Regions from separate parts of the Rattus norvegicus genome. Here region 2 is linked to region 1. Evidence: chromatin contacts called from public Hi-C data. All regions are on one chromosome and are shown on one strand. Each heading gives the region's core, a stretch centred on a gene start, on an enhancer-like site or on the middle of the called end of the contact. The rest is flanking DNA. Distances are from core to core; before and after follow the strand shown.

The links. Hi-C and Micro-C count contacts between places; a contact is called where the count stands out from the background.
Region 2: a Hi-C map of the A7r5 cell line shows a contact between it and region 1, with 5 times the contacts expected there. The contact joins the promoter of Prlh here to the enhancer-like site in region 1. A contact is called at or near these places in 6 of 12 Hi-C or Micro-C datasets (the A7r5 cell line, Schwann cells, frontal cortex and 2 more).

What each region holds. Positions count from the first base shown.
Region 1 is chr9:98,701,514-98,705,022 of GRCr8, forward strand. It overlaps LOC134480410 (a long non-coding RNA gene), which reads right to left. Exons shown (of 2, transcript XR_010054867.1): 2 at 63-3,509. Among named protein-coding and RNA genes, the nearest start is that of Cops8, 48 kb to the left of the region's middle. Within about 2 kb of position 1,803, at least 35 of the 93 cell types and tissues checked have an H3K27ac peak or open chromatin away from gene starts, as enhancers often do. A contact at or near this core is called in the A7r5 cell line and Schwann cells, where this site is marked.
Region 2 is chr9:98,992,675-98,996,262 of GRCr8, forward strand. It overlaps Prlh (prolactin releasing hormone), which reads left to right and starts at 1,489. Exons shown (of 3, transcript NM_022222.2): 1 at 1,489-1,535; 2 at 2,753-2,905; 3 at 3,557-3,588. The coding sequence starts at 2,809.

The DNA of each region.
Region 1 (3,509 bases), core at 553-3,052:
CTCTTGAACAGCACTTTCTTCTCCACACATCCAACCTTGGTGTTTCTACACTCCCCCTTTCCTTCTAATTCATTCTTTATTCAGAGAGATGTGACGTGACCCTGGGGACAAGGGTCTCCGACTCGGGAACCTGACACTCCAATCCTGATATCTCCCCCAACAGTATCCAAGGCTGTGACGTTGAGCACCAGGTCTGACCCTGAGGTGTCTTCAGTTCCCCTCTGTAACACTCCTGGAAGACCTTCTGAAGCCTGAATCCTACGGTTTAGTCAGGTCGAGAGGTCCAGAGGCGAGGGGGCTTGGCCTGGGGGTCCAGTGAGTTAACTCTCCATTGTTTTTCATTCTAGACACTCAGTAGATGAGCACCCCAGGGCAAACATATTATTTAGAAGTGGAAGGTTTGAGTGGAGAAATAACTGGCTGTCATTCATGTCTTCCACTACAGTGCGACCTCTTTAAACTACGCTCCTGTGCCATAGTGACAACACAATCTTCAAAGTCTGGTGGGAGGGAAGTAGGTTTGGAAGGTTCTGGTTGCCAAGTCCAGATATCACCATGGGGAGACGTGGGTTTCAGGTAGGAAAAAAATGGTGTGAAAATGTGATTTTTAGATACTGACAAATGAGAATTATTATTGTGTGTGTGCGCTTATGACGTGGGGGATGCGCTTGCCACAGCACGTATGTGGAATCCAGAAGACAGTTTGTGGAGTTGGTTATTCCTTCCACTTTTGTCCACACATATTTGCTGTTGTTGTTGTTGTTGTAGTTCAAGGGGATCAAACTCAGGACCTTAGGCTTGAGTGGCAAGTGCTTTCCCCGCGGCACCGGCGCCATCTCACCAGCCTTAAGAAATAAATAAAAATGACCTAGAACCAACCCGAGGGACACAAGGGTGAGACCCCGCTAGTTTTCAGGTCATTTACTTGCACATTGTGGCGCCGGTGAGTTTCAGTGTCTAGACATCTGTTGAGCTTTGACCTCTGAACCTTGATCTTGGCATTAATTTTCCCAAGTCAAGTTGCAACAGATGCTATAGCCGGGGAAATGGGGTTCTAAAGCCACACTGGTTCTATCTCTTGTTCTGGAGGCTGAAAGTCCACACTCAGCCTCCTGGAACGGAAGCCATTCAGCAGGTTAATTCTTTTGGAGGCTCTACAGAGGAGGGTCTGTTTCCTCACTGTGTTTGCCACTCCCAAAGTGCATCACCATGTCCTTCTCATCAGGACTCTGACCAGTCCAGGCTAATCTGTCCCACTCCAGACCCTTCAGTGGAGGAGACATTATTTGGTCTTCTAAACAGTGGGTCTCCGGAGCTGATGGGTCACGAGAACAATATAGCTGGAGAGGGAATAACCAGGGGCACTAGGCATATGCTACGTGATGACACTGATCTCTGTGGCCATCATTCCCTACACACAAGAACAAAGTCATGTTCATGGGAGTTAGCTTCAAAGGCTGGGCAAGATTTGAACCCATGAGTACCGTGTATCTTGTGCATTGCTTACTTGGAGGGAGGCAAGTGACACTTTGTAGATCAATCACCATCTCTGCTTGCCAGTCAATCAACTAGGCCCAGAGATGCTCTTTCTCCCAGGCAAAATGATCTTTAGGGGTATATGTTGTCCACCTTACCTGTCAACAGTTGCTGGAGCCCCTGGAGTAGAAAGGGTCTTGTTTAAGATAGTTGCTATTCCCCAGACTTCCACCAGATGGCAGCCTTGAAACGTGGGGAGGTGGCCCATCTGGCAGCTGTTTCAAGTATCTTTAAGTGGGGGAGGTGACTTCAAATCTCAGAGGCCTGTGCCTCCTTCCTTGCGAAGGGTCACCTCGTGAAAAGACTGTCTGGTTCTGGTTCCTTGTCTGGCCAGGAAGCAGCCGCTTTCTGAAGCGCGAGGCACTTTGCCAGGGGCGTTTCTGCCGTCTCAGCAGTGGATTCCCTACCACACTACTGAAACGCCCCAGGCCCACACCAAAGCCAGACAAACTCCAACCCTTGCACACCCAGCACACTATAGCTATCCTTATTCCTCCCCTCCAGTCACGCTTCCAGAAAGGAAGGGAATGCTGGCCTCTGACGACTTCCGGCCCCTCCCCCATGCCTCCAAGCCTCCTGAACACACAATCCTTAAGGTATTCTGTTTCCTAACTGATACTCTCTGCAGTGTGGCACAAGCCACCTTCCTGGGAAGGGTAGGGCCTTCTGAAGCATCACAGAGCCTCGGTTGTCATCCCTGTTCTTGTGTGCTCCCCTACCCAACTTCCTCTCATTCTTCCAACTGCAGCCAGGCTGTCCTCTCCCCATTCCCCCCTCCCCCATACTGGTTACCCATTCTCCATATCCTCTGCTAACACGCAGGTGACACAGGCAAAGGACCTCTCAGGCCCACTTCTGCACCAGATCCACCACCATCCATCCCACAGGTCTCTGCGGTCCTCTAGAGACAAGACCCCCCCTTCAGACCAGCATCTCCACATGACTACAAACAGGGTCCAAACCTCCCAAAGCTTGTGAAGGTGCTGGGAGAGGGGTGAAGCCCACAGCAGGGATGGGCAACTGTCTGCATGAACAGGAGAATGAGAGGATTCTTACAACCATGTAAGCTTCACATGGTGGCCTTAGAGGGGTGACTCATTCAATACAAATGGACCTGGGTGGCTGTTAAAAGGGACACTTAAGCCACCCCCTACCAGAGAGGGCAGGGGACGCTCTAGGTCCCTACAGTAGTGACTTTCGAGCTGGTACTTTCTCTGCCGTTCTCCCACCCCCAAGTCTGTCTGAGTGTTCTCCGGGAGCCTCAAAGCTGGTGTGTCTCCTTCAGGCTTCCAGCAGTCTCTAGATGAACCGTTACTGTCCCCAGAAAACTGGGCCAGGCAGCCAATGTGGGAGTAGGAATAGAGCCAGGGAGTCTGGCCCTGCAGCTAGCAAGGAGAGCACGCTTTACCAGGCTCCACATTGTACTGGGTACTCTTAGATCTAAAACGCAGGTGGGGCTTATCTTCCGGGAAAATTCTTCATAAATCAGCATGCGTGTGCGCACACACACACAGGGAGTCGGACTGTCAGTGGCCAGCTGCACACGGCTAGAGTGGTGTTCCCAAGACAGCATATGCTGGGAACTTCTGAGGACTCTCCCAGGACACCCTTTCCTTCCGGACATCCCTCCTTTTTTGCATTATATCCAAAACCCCAAATTAGAGAGGAACCCTAGTGTCATTGCCCAAGTCAGACAAGAAATGGTTCATTGAAGGAGCACCACGGGCTGTCCTGTAGTTGGTATGAGGACAGTTACCCAGGAGAACAGCAAGTAAGGGGACTTTAAAAGACCCTGGCTGTAGGCAGGCAGCTCCATGTTCATTTGGCACCCTGTGCGGATGCCTTCTGGGTCAGTGGGCCTGGAGTTTGATGATGATGGAGACAGACAGACGTTACAGCTGAGGAAACTGCTCTGGGCAAGCAGGGACTATGGAAGCTTCTATGCCAGTCTGAGAACAGTGTGGGCGTCCATC
Region 2 (3,588 bases), core at 239-2,738, 290 kb after region 1:
GTTGCACTGACCAGGTGACCAAAGGGTGAAGTGGCAGCCTGAAGCTTTTCTACAGGAAATGGTGATCCGGGGGAGATGCTTGCTTTGTCTCTTCTCATGCACAGCTCCTTCAAGAATGTTCTACTGCATTTAGATGACATTTTGTATAATCTGTAACTATTGACGTGGGGATGACAGGGCCAGTTAAATGGCAAAATATTGCACAGTCATTTTCGACAGCACAGACCTACAGATATTTTAACCCTTCCAGGATATGGTGACAAAAGAATGAGGCTCAGCACCTGTAAAGCAGAATGAGTCTACAGAAGGCACAGGGAACTCCCAGACGTAAACACCCGACACGCGAACACTGGCCTTTTCACATTATCCAGGCTCTTCTGTTTTTTTTCTCATCACATGTAAATTGCCTTTACAACACAATAGACTTCCTTTTTAAAGGTGTGTGTATAAAAGAGTGTGTGTGTGTGTGTGTGTGTGTGTGTGTGTGTGTGCATGCGTGCAGCCATGTATTATGGGGTGATGTATGTATACATCTATGAGGGGACCCTGTGCACTTGTGCATGAAGACCAGAGATTAATGTGGAGTCTTCCTCACTCATTTTTCCACTTTCTGTTTTTGAATCACTGATCCTGGAGGTTGTCAATTTGGCTAAGCTGACTGGCCAGTGATCGTCACAGATCTTCCACACCTCTGCTCTCGCAACCTCAGCGCTGGGGTTAAGGACCAGCGCTGCCACGTCCAACCTTTAAACCTTCTTTACAATAAAAGTAACACTCTCTGTTTTCAATTTTTTTAATTTGTTTCTGCGTTATGGAGGCAGCCTGGTCTTGAATTCACAGCCATCCTCCTGCTTCACTTTCCACAGTGCTGGGGTTACAGTAATGTACCACAACGTCAGGCTTCTGTTTGTTTTGTATCAACAATCTGGCCTGTTCTAAGTCACAGAGTCAGGATGAATAAAAGGAATGTGTCTAGAGGCCACACAGGTGGAGAAGCAACCTGAGGGGACAACCAGAGTAGGAAGCACCCACCTGGGTTTGAGGGACTTCCTGGCCACCATTCCCGGAAGTCATGGCTCAAGTGAGGCAGAGAAGGGGGGGCACGTATTCAGAAGAGGCCATATTCCAGTTTGATGGCCACGTTCACATTAGAGGACCGGTGGACACGTCACTGTGGCGTCTGCCCAAAGGCGAGCGTGAAGAGGGGGAGGTTAATGTGTTTTAAAGCACTTGGCCCAAATGAAATTATATAATTCAGGAAGGAACAAATCACATCACTGACGAGAGGGGTTTTTGTTGGGTGTTTTTTTTTTTTTTAAGGTAAAAAGAAAGGAAAAGAAGAAGAAAAAAAAAGACGGAGTGTCTTCATGAGAGAAGAGGCGCAGTGGGAACTGCAGGCTATAAGCAAAGACGCCATCTCAAGGAGGGGACCGGGGGCGTCTTTTGCTCCTTGTTGGCCTATAAAAGGTGCACAGCCAGGCAGGCCTCACCTCACGCCCAGGCAGCCTTATCACCACTCAAGGGACAGAGGGTGAGTAACTTGGCAGTGCTGGAGAGGGGTGGGTGTTGCTGTGACTTCTGCCCGGCTTACTGGGTAGCCAGGTGCCGGCCCCAAACAGGACAAGCAGAGAGAGCTGCCTGTGGTCTGTGGTCTAGGACCACACGCTTCTGCGGTCTCTGACACTCAAGGGCTGTCCTCAATGGAGGACAAGTAAGATGCCCTTCAGTGGGACACCTCAAGCAGAGCCCGGAAGGCACCCTGGGCAGACAGGTCTGCAGCACTCCAGAAAGTGGGTACCCAAGGCTCAGGAACCAGGGTTGGCTGGGATTCTAGGTACCCATCACCTAGCCTGAGTGGGTGCAGTCTTTACAGTGATTCATGGTGGCATGTTCATTTCCTCTGGTTGGGGTTCCCCTGCACTGTGTGGTACATCCCAGCAGGACTGTAGCGGGTAGGCATTTTAGAGAGCTCTGACAGACGGCTCTGTGTGGACAAGGAGGAGCTGGAGATCAAAATCAGCTCAGAGTGGGGGCTTGGGGAGCTCTTCCTTGAGCACCTTCTAATAGGACCTGAAATGTCACGGGTAGAGGAGGAGAAAAGGGTCCCCTGCAGGAAGTATCACAGATGGACGCTATGTGTTATGTCACTCTCCCTCAGCAGGGCACCAGTTCCCACACACAACAGCAGCAGCCCTCTCTTGTTATTCAAGGGGGCTCTGGGAGGAGAGGCAGGTGCCGCAGGCTCACTCTGGAGTGTTAGCAAACTAGGGCTGAAGTCCCCGGTTACTGTAGGAGCCGTGAGTGAGCTCACTAGGGATGGGGGTGCTAAGTGTCCTCCATTGACTGCCTGGCTCTCAGTGTCAGAAGGGCCCAGACCAAGTGTGGGGAAGGACTGGGCACTGAGGTCCCCAATCTCTACTCCCCGATCTCTAGCTACCTCTGAGGCTGAGCAAATTGTTCTCCACCTCTGCTAACCACAGGGTATCCCATAAATCTGCTTCCCACTAAGGCCTGGGTGCCTTCCTCCCAGCTCCTGGCATAGATGGACAGACAGGCCCAAGGATGTCCCAAGACAGCCACCTATGCACAGCTCACTCACTCTCCCCTGACAATTGTAGCTATGTGCACTAATATGCATTTGCACACCTCATAAGCGCAGACACACACCATGCACACCTATATATCTGTGCAAACCACCTAGGGTCCCTCCTGGCTTTGTGTATACAGCTCACCCTTGCACCTCTACCCCCAGGCTGCACCATCCCCTGTGGGATCCGAACTCCCGGGCATCATCCAGGAAGACGGAGCATGGCCCTGAAGACGTGGCTTCTGTGCTTGCTGCTGCTAAGCTTGGTCCTCCCAGGGGCTTCCAGCCGAGCCCACCAGCACTCCATGGAGACAAGAAGTGAGTGCCTGACTTATGGAAAACAGCCTCTGACATCCTTCCATCCATTCACTTCCCAGATGCCGTGAGTGTCCAAGGCATGGGGCTTGGCCATCTCCTAAGCCAGTTGTTCCCAACCCTTCTAAGGCTGCAACCTTTTAATGCAGATCCTCATGTGGTGATCCCGGCCACAAAATCATTTTGTTGTTATTTTCACAGCTGTAACTTTGCTACTGTGACGAATCGGAATGTTAATACCTGAAGTGCAGGACGTCTGCACTCCAAAAGGGTCACAACCCATAGGCAGAGAACTACTGGGACCTATAAAAAAGCTACCTGGCCATGTAGTCAGGGAGGTTGGTCCTGACAAAGGGGTCTCTCCCCAGAATGGTCCTGTCCTCTGTCCTCACCATTCCCCTGCCCATCTTGGCCAGGTCCCTAAAGAATTTGGGGGGTGAGGGTTGGACAGGAAGAGAATGCTGGTCCTGGTATACATCTAAATTCATTTCCTAAAGCCACATCACTGCCCAGATATGAACTGGTCAGTCTCATCCGAGTGGGTGCCAATATGGCCTGGTGCCCAGGTTTCCACCAGCTTAGGGGCTCTGTGTGGGGAACACTGCACCCGTGTGTCAGGCGTCCCATACGCTGATCTGGTTCTTTCATTTCCAGCCCCTGATATCAATCCTGCCTGGTACACGGGC